Linked DNA regions of Gossypium hirsutum: region 2 is linked to region 1. Evidence: chromatin contacts called from public Hi-C data. All regions are on one chromosome and are shown on one strand. Each heading gives the region's core, a stretch centred on a gene start, on an enhancer-like site or on the middle of the called end of the contact. The rest is flanking DNA. Distances are from core to core; before and after follow the strand shown.

Region 1 (7,119 bases), core at 1,797-4,296:
AAAAGTTCAAAATGAAAGTGCAATAATGGATTTTATAAATGTTGATCTCAAAAAGGCTAATGAGATGCTTGACAAAACTATTAAAGAAAGTGATTAGTCATTTGTTGTTGTATGACCTAAACTTGGTCATGATGAACATAGTCAAAAAAACCTATCTCCTATGAATTTTGTTAAATCTAAAGGATGGTCGCTACTTCTTCTTTTGAGACAAGTGACAGAAAACTAGAGATATATTTGTTTTTATTGCAGAAAGGCCGAGCATATTAAATTTCATTGTTACAAGCTAATGAAAGATCAAAAATGGAGAAAAACAATGATTTTTCAATCTAATATTGCAAAACTGAATAGAACATCACTTAAATAGCGATTTGTTTGCAACAAAATGAAATTGAAGAATAAAACAAAGAGAATGATTTGTCATTACTATGGAAAGGTTGGCCATATTAGGCCTTATTGTTTCAAGTTCCAAAATGGCTTCTGGAAAGTTAAATCCAGTACAATAATTGTTCAAACAATCGTTAAGATAGGTAGAAGAACAAGACAATTTGGTGTGAAGTCCACATTTGAGCTTTAAATATCATCAAGTTACTGATGCTCAAGTGAAGCATGAGGTTGTAATTCACGTTAATCATATTGAGGATATTTCAAAGGTCAAACATACTCCATCTTGTGGAAAAAGATACTTATTGTTCCACGAGTTATAACCCTTGCTATTGAAAAGGTATCATCTTATCCCCTTAAATAAACTTAAGGCAAAACAAATAAGGGGAGCATAGAGTAAGAGGGAGTAAGTTTGTTGATTTTGGTATGGTATGGTTCATGTTTATGTTGACTATGGTTCATGCATTTGAGATTATTTAACTTGGTGGCTATTTTTTTAGCACGCATCCATTTTTGGTGATTGGAAGTACATGTAGATGAACTTATTTTCACGTGAAGTTGGGTTGAGGCTCATTACTTTTTGAAAGAAAATGTTGAACTGAAATAAACATAGATGTTTAAACTCATGTTTGAACAAAGAATGGAATAGAACATAACTAATAGGGGGATTCTTTTAGCCTTTTGACAAAAAGGGGGAGATAAGTTGATAGTTGCTTGTTGTTGATTTTTGCTAATGTTGCTGTATTTTTTAAGGAGAGCTTGTTGGTTTATCCTTGTTGTTGGCTTTTATGATTTTGCTACTATAGTGTCATGTTTTAGGGGGAAGTTAATTTGTGCTCTTGTATGAGCAATGTTGGTGTATTGGACGTCATTTGTTATGAGTTATGTTGATTTGTTTTTGGTATCTCATATGTTTATATGGCATGATAATATAGGCGGAGTTCTAATCATTTGCTTATGTTCTGTCAAAAAGCCAAAAAGGGAGATTGTTAGGACCAAGGTTGTCCATGGCTAAATTGACTCTTTTTCAAACACTTGTTTGAACACTGCATGTTTAAACAATTATTTAGGCAACTGTTTAGACAAGACCTTGGGACAACTTATGTGAAATGTTGGCTTTTTTACTTGGGCCTTCACAAGTGTTTTCTCCATAAGCAAAAGAGTCCCTGAATGTGTTTTATTTCATCCCAAACGATAGTGGTCAAATTTGGATGATTGAAGGGACTATGAGATCTTATCCCATAAGACTTACACTTATTCTTCAAGTTATTTATTTGGTGATTTATCAATTGTTTTTACTTGGTTGATAAGGATTTATTTTGCGATAATTATTGGAAAAATATATTTAGATTATAATTAAGGGTTTTATCTTATCAAAACTACTTGGCGAAGCTATAGATTTTGGCGAGCAATTTGGTGGTTGTTGTGCTGTTCATATGAGAGTGCCTTTTTTTAGTTGTTTTGGCGAGCTATTTGTGTATCATTTACTTGGTATTTTGGACTCTTGTGTTAAGCTTGTTATTGGATAATTTTACTAATTGCATTGTAAAGTCATTTGGGTTGAGTGACTTGTAATAATTGGGTTCATTATTGGGGCTACAATTACTTCTTTGTATAATGGTAGATTGGGCTTTAACTAATACGTGATCCGGAAGATTGTTGAATAAGAACCATTCAGTAAGTGAAGCCCTGTAGAGTAGATTTGTGAATCTGGATTGCATTAACAAATTTGTATTTATTTCTCCCCTCCTCTTATTTAATTAATACTTGTGTTCTGTTCGAACTTGTGTTCAAATATTTGTTTGAGTAGCTATTGTTTGAACACATGTCTGACCATTTGTCTGAACATTGAATCAGACAGAGAGCAAACCGAGGTTCTTATAATGTTCAAAAACCAAGAGTATCACACTGCAAATCTTTGAGTGTGTGGAATAAGGTCACTAATGATGTTATGGGAGTCTAATATTTAAGAGTATCCTTACTTATTTTAGAAAAGAATATATAATTTACATTTTATGTATTAATAATATCTGTTTATATAACTGAATCAAATAACATTATTCCATTTAAAAATTTATTTATATTTATAGTCTTTTAATTTTTTAATAAAATGATATATAACCTAATTAACCTTTTTTTATTATTATTATCTAATTACATTATCAAGACGTTATTATATATGGTTTTGGTTTGGTATTTTCTCTTTTTCCTCAAAAGTCCCATTGCCCCAAGTTGTGCGGCCTACAAATTTTGCCCTGATCTTACCTACTTTGAATTGAATTTTTAAAAGCATAATAATCCATAGTTTACTACTCATACACCCGGCATCTAGGAGTTTTTATGGGGCAGGCCAGGACCACCATTGCCTTTTCTTAGCGTGAAGCATACAGCCTGACCAATAAACCATTGCCAACTGGTGGTGGTCAATTACCAGCCCCAAGAAACTTCTAACCAATGTGATTTGTATTATTCCTCTTGCTTTGACCATTGAAGCCCTCACACGCGAATCTATGACCGGTAAAACAAGAAAATAGTAGAACCAGCTGAATATAGATAAAACATTAGTTTTGGTTTTTTAGGGTTGTAAATACTATACGTGTAACAAAACATTTGTTCTTTTTAGTAAAATATTAGAATTGAAATTCTAAACTTTGTTGCATGCTACATTAATTAAACCCAAGTACACAAATTAGAACACATTTAAGAATACTCGGAATTCTCCTTTGCTTACAAATTGTCTAAATGTTTTAGTCTTCCAATCCATCGCAATTAAATATGTACAATGTAAGTCTCTTTTTCATATCATTGTGGCCTGACTAATCAGTTTTGTATACATCTCTGTATTTCTTAAGCAAACTCGGCAATTTTCAGCATCTTAGAATTTGAGCTAATCAATGGATGAAATAGAAATACCTCAATATTTCATCTGTCCAATATCACTGCAAATCATGAAGGACCCTGTTACAGCGGTTACAGGCATCACTTACGACAGGGAAAGCATAGAGCAATGGTTGAAGACTTCAAAGGACACGACCTGCCCCGTTACCAAGCAGGCTTTGCCATCGGATTCTGATTTAACACCCAACCACACGCTGTGGCGGCTGATTCAGGCATGGTCTGCAGCAAATGCAAGTAATGGCATGGATTTAGTTCCCACACCCAAAACTCCTGTCAGCAAGAGCCGTGTTGTTAAACTCATTCGTGACTTTGGGGTCCCTAGTTTGTATATGAACGCTTTGAAGAAAATGGAAGTCCTTGCCAAGGACAATGAGAGGAACCGGAAATGTCTGGAGGAAGCAGGTGTCCCGAAGGCTGTAATTTTGTTATTAATCACATGTCACAGACAAGGTAAAATTAGCTGTCTTGAACAAGCTTTGAGGATTCTGCATCTTATTTGGACACCATGTAGTGAAATCAAGGCTCTTGTAAATCAAAATTGCGATTTCATAGACTGTTTGACATGGATTCTTTTGTGTGAGACTGAGAATCCTGTTATTGTCAGGACTCATGTAATGGTAATCTTGAAAAGGGTGATTGAAGTCACTAATTCAAGGTTGTTGGAGAAGTTGAAACCCGAATTCTTCAAACAAATGTTACGGGTACTGAAATCCAAAACCTCTCAACAAGCTACCAAATCCGCCTTGCACATCTTGATCCAAACATGTCTTTGGGGAAGAAACAAATCCAAAATGATGGAAGCCAATGTGATTTTCGAGCTCATCGAATTTGAGCTGGAGAAACCCGAAAAGCATGTCACGGAACTGATCATCAATCTCTTGGCACATCTCTGTTCATGTGCCGATGGAAGAGCTCAATTTCTAGGCCACGCCGGGAGCATAGCCATGGTGGCTAAAAGGATCCTAAGAGTCTCTCCGGCGACAGATGATCGAGCTGTTCAAATACTTAAATCAATCTCCAAATATGCTGCAACAAATCATGTACTTGTAGAGATGTTGAAGGTTGGGGCAGTAACAAAGCTTTGCATGGTAATGCAAGCAGATTGTGCCGCATATGTCAAAGAGAAAGCCAGAGGAATCCTTAGATTACACTCCACCTTATGGAATGGTTCTCCCTGTATTGCTGTTTATCTGTTAACCAGGTACCAAAGGTAACCCCGGTCACAAATTTATTAAGTAGTTCAGTTTTAAGTTGAAAGATTATGATAAAGAGTGATCAATAATCAAATACCATTGCCTTTTAAATGTTTATAGGAAAATTTATGATATTTGGTTGTGTTTTAGTGAGAATAGTTGCCTTGGAAAATATCAATTCGATATTTGGTTACTCATGGACCTTTATTATTGTAATAATTTAAAAAGATGAACAAAAGAGAATGCTAAAGGAGCATTTTTCAATAAAATTATAAATTTATTGTTATTACTAGTCTGCTTTTGTCGGTGATTTTATAATTTTTTTGTTTATAAAGAAGTTTCATTAAAATTAAATTAAATTAAAAAAAAAGACCACGTGAAACACACGGGGGAGTGGAAGAAAGTAAAAAGTGAGTTTGATGAGATGAAAATTGGTAGGGAATTTCCGCAATCAAAGGTTAATTGCTGGAAAATGACTTTGGAAAGGAAAACAAATAAAACGTGGTGTTTTTCAAGTTGGAGTGGTGCAGGGCAAAATTGGGTGTTTATCATTTCCTTGTTTTATAATTATATTAAATTAGTCCCTAACAGACATTGAATTATTTTAATGAATGCAGTAAATAGGAAAATAGATTGAATTTGGGTATTTTCTCAAATTTGAGCTTTCAGATTCTACGGGTTTTGGGATTAGTCTGATGGTAAAATTTCCAACTCAATGCTTTAAAATCCATATAATTTTTTATCTTAAAATATTCAAGTCATTAAATTAAAAAAGGCTTTTTTAAAATTCTCCCCACTAAATTACTTCATTTAATAATATAGAAATTAATTTAATACATTCATCAATATATTCATTTCGTTTTTTTTTGTTAATATTGAAAATTAAGCATTAATATATTTTAAAATGTTAAATTTATTTTTATTTTTTTAAAATAATTAAAATATAAATAAAACAAAGTAAAATAAAGCAATTGGCAAACAATTAAATACAAAATAGGCTTATTGAGCAAATTGCCCCTAAAGTATTTCAGGACTGAAAGTTTGTTTCCTTTACACGGTTTACCCCCAAAAGTTAACACTGTAAACCGGCCGCCTCTTCTAGCCAGTCGAAAGACGCCACGAGGCGCATTTCGGTAAAACTTAAAAATTAACAAAAAAATCATAAAATTTGTAAAAAAAAATATTGCTAGAAATGTAAAATTCATAAAAATATATATAATGTAAAAAAAATTTAAATTTTAAAATTAAAAATATAAAAAAGTATATAAAATTTATGAAAATTTCGAAAAGTATATAAAAATCTAAAAATTCATTTAAAATTTTAAAAATATAAAAAAAATTAGCAAAACTTATGGCTCAAAACCCATAATCATTTTCCCAAAACTTTCTGTCATGTTTTACGAAACCCAGAAAAGTTAAAAAAGAATTGAAGCAAGCATACTCGCCAGATGAATACTGTATTAAATGCGTTTTATTTTTTCAATAAAAATATAAAAATTTCTACCAACTTTCGTCAGTGTTGAAAATTGAAAACCCAGAAAAAGAAAAATGAAAAAAAAAAGAACAGACACAAAGCCTCAACCTTAAAAAAACACCAAATCAAGAAAAAAAACGACAAACCAAGAAAAATAAAGAAAATATAAAGTAGATGAGAAGTGTCGAGAAAGCTTTTTGATATATAATTTTTTTATAATTTTATTTTTTGGATTTATAATTTTTTTATAATTCAGAGAATTTTAATATATCATGTTTATTTTTTGAATTTAATTTAATTTTTATTTTTTAAAAATAATTTATTTTATTTATAAAATTTTACTGATTTTATATAATCTTTTTTATTTTTTTCAAATTTTAAATATTTTATATTTTTTTACAAATTTATGATTCTTTTGTAATTTTAAGTGTTTTTACCAAAAATTTGCCACGTGGCAACTTTTGATTGGTTGAAGGAGGCAGCTGATATTTTTTTAATGTGTTAACGTTTTCAGGTAAACTGTGTAATGGAAGCAAACTTTAGCGCTATGTTTGCTTGGATGGAATTGTGATTCCATTCAGGGATTATTCTGAGTAAGGTAGCTATTTCATTGTTTGGTTCACAGAATACTAATCTTCATTCCGATAGTATTCCTTGAAAATGCTGAATGGTCATTCAGCACTTAGCCCATGGAATGGTTATTCAGCAAATACAAGGAATAGCTTAATTTTTTTTTCTTCCTTGTCGTACCCATAAAAAAATCACAAGTTTACAAGCTTGTATTTGGCAAAAACTTGGGGACGTTATTCATTCACCATTTTCTTCCAAACTTTCAGTTTTCATTGTTCTATCGAGCTGAGGGGAAGGAAAGCTCAAAACGCTCGAAGTCGTCTCTAGGTAAGCATCAACTTTCATGGGGAAGATTCAAGCTTCTTGAAAACTGAACAATATGGATCTTTGATGCTTAAGTTTGATTTGAATTTTTGGGATTTTTTTTTCCTTAAATTGTTCAAGAACTTGAAAACTGAAAAATATGAATCTTTGATGCTTGGGTTTTTTATGTTTTTCTCTGTTAATCTCCGGCTCTCTGAATCCCTTTTTGTCAATCATCTTTTTTTAAAAAAAATTGATTTTTGGGTATGTTTTTTGTTTTCAGTAATTGACATTGGTTTG
Region 2 (7,035 bases), core at 3,789-6,288, 180 kb after region 1:
TTTTCTTGCAATCTTTTCTTGATATGAATTGTCGTACTATAAAATCATACCAATAGTCTTTTAGATTCTATAATGTATGCTAGCTATCGCTTAATCAACATCTCCTTTAGGTTCGATCTTTGGAATATTTTGGTGTTTTATTGAAACACTATAAATATTACAATTGACATGTACGTTTGCAGTAAAATCGAACTTTAAAAATTGTTTTATAAATTCATTGTTTTATTGTACATGGGCGATGTCAGTCAATCATACACTTACAAGATGTGCTATTTAAAAAGGCAGAGCCAATTACAGCTAATTCTACAAACCCAAGGTGGAAATGGTTCAAGGTATTGGAATGCATTCCATATATAGCATGTACATAATTCACTTGATTTAGATTTAAATATAGTACCCTAACTTGACATTAAATCATTTTTGTAGAATTGCTTAGGTGCTTTAAATGGAACCCACATTAAGATTAGGGTTCCAAAAGTTGATAAACCTAGATATCGAACGTGAAAATGTGACATAACAACAAATATGTTAGGTGTTTGTACACCTGATATGTAATTTGTTTATGTTATTCCTGGTTTGGAATATTGATGTACAAGTTTTTCGAGATGCTATTGCTAGGAGATATGGACTAAAAGTTTTTTATGGTAAAGTGCAGAATTGGAGGAATTTGAATTAATTTTTAAGAGCATACTTTTTTGGGAAAGTTATTCATGATAAATAGTTTTTTTTCATAGGTAGTTATTATCTAGTTGATGTTGGTTACACAAATTGTGAAGGTTTTGTTGTGCTTTTTAGGGGAAAAAATATCATTTGAATGAATGGCATCATGGTCATCAACCAAGTACTCTATAAGAATTTTTCAATATGAAACATGCTTCGGCGCTTAATGTTATTGAAAGATGTTTTGGGTTATTAAAACTTAGATTTTTAGGTTATTAAAACTTAGATGGGGAATACTTAAGAGTCCATTTTATCCTTTGAGGGTGCACAATAAAATCATTATTGCATGTTGCTTGCTCCATATTTTATTTGAACCTTATTTTATTTGAACCTATATGAGTCTTGATCCTATTGAAGCAGAGTTGACAGAAGGATTACCTAGTAATGTGATAGAGAACGATGAACCGAATATCGTAAATATTCATCCATTGGATGCATGGGCTACTTGGAGGATGGAATTAGCCAACTAAATGTTCTATGAATGGAAAGCATCTAGAAATTGGTTAGGTTTATTAAAATATAGTAGAATGTTAATTTATTTATGTTATTTCATGTATCTAGTTTATGAAACTTTGGTGTTGTCTGTATTGTCTTTATGTATTGTACTAAACTTGTTGAATTACAACTTTAATTTTTTTTGATTCTTTATGTGTTATAATTTTATAAAGTGTCTACCTTCTGATTCATAATATCGAACTTAATTTTAATTTGCATTTTTCTTATGATAGTTATTTTAGGCTTTTCACAACCAAATGCAACTTCTTCCCAAAATTTTTGAGGAACCAAAAGGCAATGAGTTCTAAAAGAAGATGCTGTGTTGGTTGTCTGTATGGTCGACTTGCAAAATGTTAGAACTTTTAACGCAAACACGAGATTCAAGGCTGATTAATTAAATAAGCTAGAAAGAATGTTAGAAAAAATTTTACCTCATGCTATGCTGAAGGCTAGTCCTAATCTTAAATTGAGGATTAGGATATTGAAAAAGGAATGGGTAATCTTTTGTGACATGCTCAGAGGAAAAAAACAATAGCAGATTTGGTCGGAAAGAGCATAGGCAGATGGTTATTGCTAAAGATGTTGCGTGGAACTCATATATAAGTGTAAGAATTAGTTACCGTCTTTATTATCTTGTTTTGACCAAACTTATATCTAATGTAGGTTCCTTCTTTTTTATAGAGTCATAAAGAAGTCGATCAATTCAGATATCACAGTTTCCATTATTATGACCAACTTACTTCCATATACGCAAAAGATCGAGCCACTGAGAAAGATGTTCAAATAGTTGTTGATACTATTGAAGAAATAGATGTTAAGGATGTAGCTACTACAAAAAATCCTAAAGAATGATGCAATTACCATGGATGCGAAGCTTATGTCTCCTTGAATAAGATGGATGTCTCGGTTACACAATCGCAACCGTCGGAGTCAAATCAAGATGATTCCACATTTTCAACAAAGAAAAAAATATTTATGATGTAAGTGAATAAACTTCTTCTACTTCACTTGTTGATGTTGCCACATTATTGGGGAAAAATATACAGAAGTAGGAGCATTGCCTCCAAAGTGCTAATTCAAGAGAAGTAGGGAATGCTCATTCAAGAAAATGCCCAAAAATTATATATGGCCTTATGTGATGTAGAAGGACTAATTGAGGATGAGCGCTTTCAAACGTTGAGCAAAATTCCAAATTATCCAACGCAAATGCTCGTTTCTTAAGTCTAACTTCTTCTGTATGATCGGAATGGGTGAGAAAATTTATTTCTACCCATTAAAAATCATGATTGTGTTGGTGGTGTTTTGGTAACTTTTTGTATATATAATATTTGGATAGTATAATGACATGATAGAATGCCACATAGTGTTATAACTTTTTGATGACATATAGATTATGGCATATAAGTTAATGACATCATGTAACCTTTTGTTAATGTATTAACATTATATTTGGATGTCAAATATAATTCTCCAACTATTTATTACTTCTAATCTTTTGTTTTTTAGTTTAGAGGATAATTAAATTATTTGTTTCGCTAATGATATTCTAGCACATTAAATATGCATTGCAGTTTAAAAATAATAAAGCATGTTTTATATTATTTTTCTAATATTATATATTTTTATTTTTATTAATTCATATTTTAATAATAATTATGTTGAGAATGTTATTAAATTTTATTTAATAATTATATTAAAATATGATTAAATTATTTATTATTTTTATTAAATTATATTTAATAATAATCCTATTAAAATTTAATAGCAATAACAATAATCATCTACTTAAAAGAAAATTCTACTAAGGGTACTCTGGTCATTTCAACTTTTTTGCTTATGTTATTACAACATATATTTCATTCAATCAAACATATATTTCATTCAATCAAACATAAGAATACTATTACAGTTTTATTCCATTCCAATCCATTCAACCATACAATTTAATTACTGATTACGGCTCTATTCCATTACAACTTCATTTTATTGTATTGAACCAAATGTAGTGCAAGAGATTCTCCAAATTTTTTTCAACCTAAAACTTGTATCACACAATGAAAAGAAAAAAAAAGAAGAGAGGAAATATTGGGTGTTGTGCTCTTTATTTTAGTGAAGTAGATTAAATCTTGAATCTAAAGTTTAGATTTATTCATTTTGATCTAAGGGTTAAAAACAATTTGATTCTCAATTTAAAAGCTATCGCTGTAATTGCTTCATAAGAAGTATTTATTTTTTGTCAAATGATTAGAAGTAATTTAGTTTCTAAAAAAATAAAATAAATCAATTTAATTTATTTAATTAAGTTAAAAAATTACAAAATATCTTTATATTATTCGAGTGTAGTTTATTGGTTTAATTTAAAAACAATAAATAATTTGTATAGGTGATATTTGATCTTATAATATTTACATCAATAAAATTTTACCACTCAACTAAAATTTTTATTTTTATTTTCAAGTTTTTACTTATTTATTTATACTTCTAAAGCAGAAAAATCAAAGAAAATAATTTTTCTTTTTCTTTTCTTTTGGTCTCTTCGGTTTTTCAAATATGGAAATACCATATCTTATGAAACGAGGTTCTCACTCTAAAAATATAATTTTATTTAAAATAAATTCATTTTTTCAAACAACAAACGTAAGTGGATATCCAAATATCAATTCTAATTCATGTGAAAATTTTTAAAAAGTATTTAAAATTGATTTTAAGTTAATTAAAGCAAAAATTAAACAAAATCTAATTTAAGATAGAAAAGGCCCTATTTCCCTTCCACTTTCAAAATTAAATTAATACCAATTTAATTTCCCATCCAGAAAAGGAAAGTCATGGCCCTTCATAATTTTGAAGCTCATCGGCTGCTCAAAGTGAAAGGGAGGGATGGCCGTATATTAGTGATAACCAAAAATGATTGGGCGAATCCTCGACATAAGCAAAGATTTGATGCTTTTCTTTTATCCACATAATTACTAAGCCCCCTCCTTTCCCAGTGCTATCTATACCCTCGTACAGTAGTCAAAACCTAGCTTTCCGGCCACCTTGATACATATGGGAACACATAGACGCTATACCCTTGGGTTAATTTCATGCATTCATAAAATATCCGGAACTAACCCATGCCTCGTATATTCTAACATAAGACTCTCATTGGTCTCCAGCAGGCTCTTGCAAGCCAGCCTGCCAAAGCCTATAATCTGACACACAGTGTAATGGATGCATGCTTCAATGACTTGTGGTACCAGGTTGCCATCTTGTAGTGACCAGCATAGGGTTGATCCCCATCTGTTGGGTGGTAGAAACGATTCCAATTGTTTGCTGGCTTGGCCTAGGATCCTGCATACTAAGTCCTTGTATTCGTGCTCTGATCGTGACTTGAATGGATGGAGGATGGCTCATTTTAGATATTTGATAAATTTTATTACTTTATTCTAATTTATTTCTATTTCTAAATCATATTATATTTAAGAAGAATTATTTTCTATAAAAGTTAAATTAAAGCTGTGATAAATTTTAAGTATTATAAATTCTTTTATCAAATTTATTATTAAAGTATTTTATTGAGTTGGGTTCACTCTTAATCGAATCACTAATTTAATTATAAAATTATAGAAATATTTTTTTAAAAAAATTGTAATTAATATTATTATCACAATTTTACTTCTAATATTTTTATTTTATGTTTAAATAAAAAATAAAAAAGTTAATGACTGTTTAATAATATTAAATTTTAAATTCCTTTATCACTCACTCCATCTATGAATAAAATTTAAAATATTTGTTAAAGAAATGGTAAAGGTTGTAGAGACTTGGAAACAAGAAAAGGGATGCCAAATCTCAATAGTCCACATTAAACAATCTGGTCGTATAAAAGGGAGTCCATCCCAATTACGTCGGAACCACGCCATTTTGATTTATTCTTTTCTTCTTTTCCTGGTTCAGGGCTTTCTGTTGTGTTATTATTCTCTCTCTCCCCCGAAATAAAGTGAATAAGAAAGTTGTTTTGATACACTAGACTGCTGAAAACAAAAAAAACAAAAAAAGATAAAAAAAGATGTTTGGAAGAGCACCCAAGAAGAGTGATAATACGAGGTACTATGAGATTCTGGGTGTTTCCAAGAATGCTTCCCACGATGATTTAAAGAAAGCTTATAAAAAAGCCGCCATTAAAAACCATCCAGACAAAGGTGGTGATCCTGAAAAGGTACAATCTTTGCTTCTTGTTTTTTTCTGGTTAATTGTGGGTGTAATCGTTTTATCGCTAATTTTGCTTGCTGGGTTTGTTTTTTGTGTTTTGGTTGATTGGCAGTTTAAAGAGTTAGCTCAAGCTTATGAGGTTTTGAGTGATCCTGAGAAACGTGAGATATATGATCAGTACGGTGAGGATGCTCTCAAGGAAGGAATGGGTGGTGGAGCCGCGGCTCATGACCCCTTTGATATATTTTCATCCTTCTTCGGTGGTAGTCCCTTTGGAGGTGAGGATTAGTTTAAAATAGGGTTATTTGAGTATTACTTTCCTTCCGTTCTGGAATGTCTTCTTGGGTTTAAGGATATAGTCGATTTTATTTTTCTTATTTAGAGGATTCTGACTGAAGAATAGGCTCCGGTATTTGAAACCATTGTTATGTTGTTTAATGTTGGATTGTCTTTTAGGAGCATAATCACTTTCGTTCTAAATTTAACACTTGAATATCGGCTTGTTTGATGACTTGGTGCTATACTGATAAATGGTTGAGAAATTTGATAATTGTATGGTTTTTGTGGGGTAGAATTTTATGGAGATTAGGATGATTGCATCATGGTGTTATTGTGGATAACCAGGTGCTAGCAGTCGAGGAAGGAGACAGAGACGGGGAGAGGATGTAGTTCATCCCCTGAAGGTGTCTCTGGAGGATCTTTACCTTGGGACCTCAAAGAAGCTTTCACTTTCCCGCAATGTGATATGCTCCAAGTGCAGTGGGTAAGTTAATAGTTTTCTTCTTTCCTTTTTTCCCCTATGTTTGGAACTGTTGGTAGTATTTGCTTACATGTAATTGTGTTATTTATTACAGCAAGGGTTCGAAATCTGGAGCTTCAATGCAATGCCCTGGTTGCCAGGGTTCTGGTATGAAGATTTCAGTCAGGCACCTTGGTCCTTCCATGATTCAGCAAATGCAACATCCTTGCAATGAATGCAAGGGTACGGGTGAGACGATAAATGACAAGGACCGCTGCCCTCAGTGTAAAGGTGAGAAGGTTGTTCAGGAGAAGAAAGTGCTGGAAGTCATTGTAGAAAAGGGTATGCAGAACGGACAGAAGATTACGTTCCCAGGCGAAGCTGATGAGGCTGTATGTTTTATGATTCAATAATTAGTCTAGTATATGCACCGTAACATGGGGCCTAACTGATTTTTTATTGATGTTTGGTGTGCTCTGCAGCCCGATACCATTACAGGGGACATAGTCTTTGTCCTTCAGCAGAAAGACCATCCAAAATTCAAGAGAAAGGGAGAAGACCTGTTTGTGGAACATACATTGGCTCTAACTGAAGCTTTGTGTGGCTTCCAGTTTGTGGTTACCCATCTTGATGGTCGACAACTTCTAATCAAGTCGATTCCTGGAGAGGTTGTTAAGCCTGGTAAGTAGTCGGGGACATTTAAGGCTTTCTTATTTTGCATTGCTTGGTTTTTAACTTGTGTAACATTTTATCCCAGATTCATTTAAGGCAATCAATGATGAGGGGATGCCCCTGTACCAGAGGTCATTCATCAAGGGCAAAATGTACATTCACTTCACCGTTGAATTCCCTGATTCATTGAACCCTGATCAGATTAAGGCACTTGAGGC

What was found. Hi-C and Micro-C count contacts between places; a contact is called where the count stands out from the background.
Region 2: a Hi-C map of leaf shows a contact between it and region 1, with 2.6 times the contacts expected there. The contact joins the promoter of LOC107953148 here to the promoter of LOC107956506 in region 1. A contact is called at or near these places in 2 of 34 Hi-C or Micro-C datasets (both in leaf).

The regions. Positions count from the first base shown.
Region 1 is chrA07:21,533,483-21,540,601 of Gossypium_hirsutum_v2.1, forward strand. It overlaps LOC107956506 (E3 ubiquitin-protein ligase PUB23), which reads left to right and starts at 3,047. Exons shown (of 1, transcript XM_016892142.2): 1 at 3,047-4,718. The coding sequence starts at 3,276. The coding sequence ends at 4,493. It overlaps LOC107953113 (a long non-coding RNA gene), which reads left to right and starts at 6,438. Exons shown (of 6, transcript XR_005930499.1): 1 at 6,438-6,544; 2 at 6,783-6,843.
Region 2 is chrA07:21,709,438-21,716,472 of Gossypium_hirsutum_v2.1, forward strand. LOC107953148 (dnaJ protein homolog) reads left to right here and starts at 5,039. Exons shown (of 6, transcript XM_016888386.2): 1 at 5,039-5,413; 2 at 5,519-5,684; 3 at 6,031-6,169; 4 at 6,261-6,537; 5 at 6,628-6,826; 6 at 6,903-7,035. The coding sequence starts at 5,264.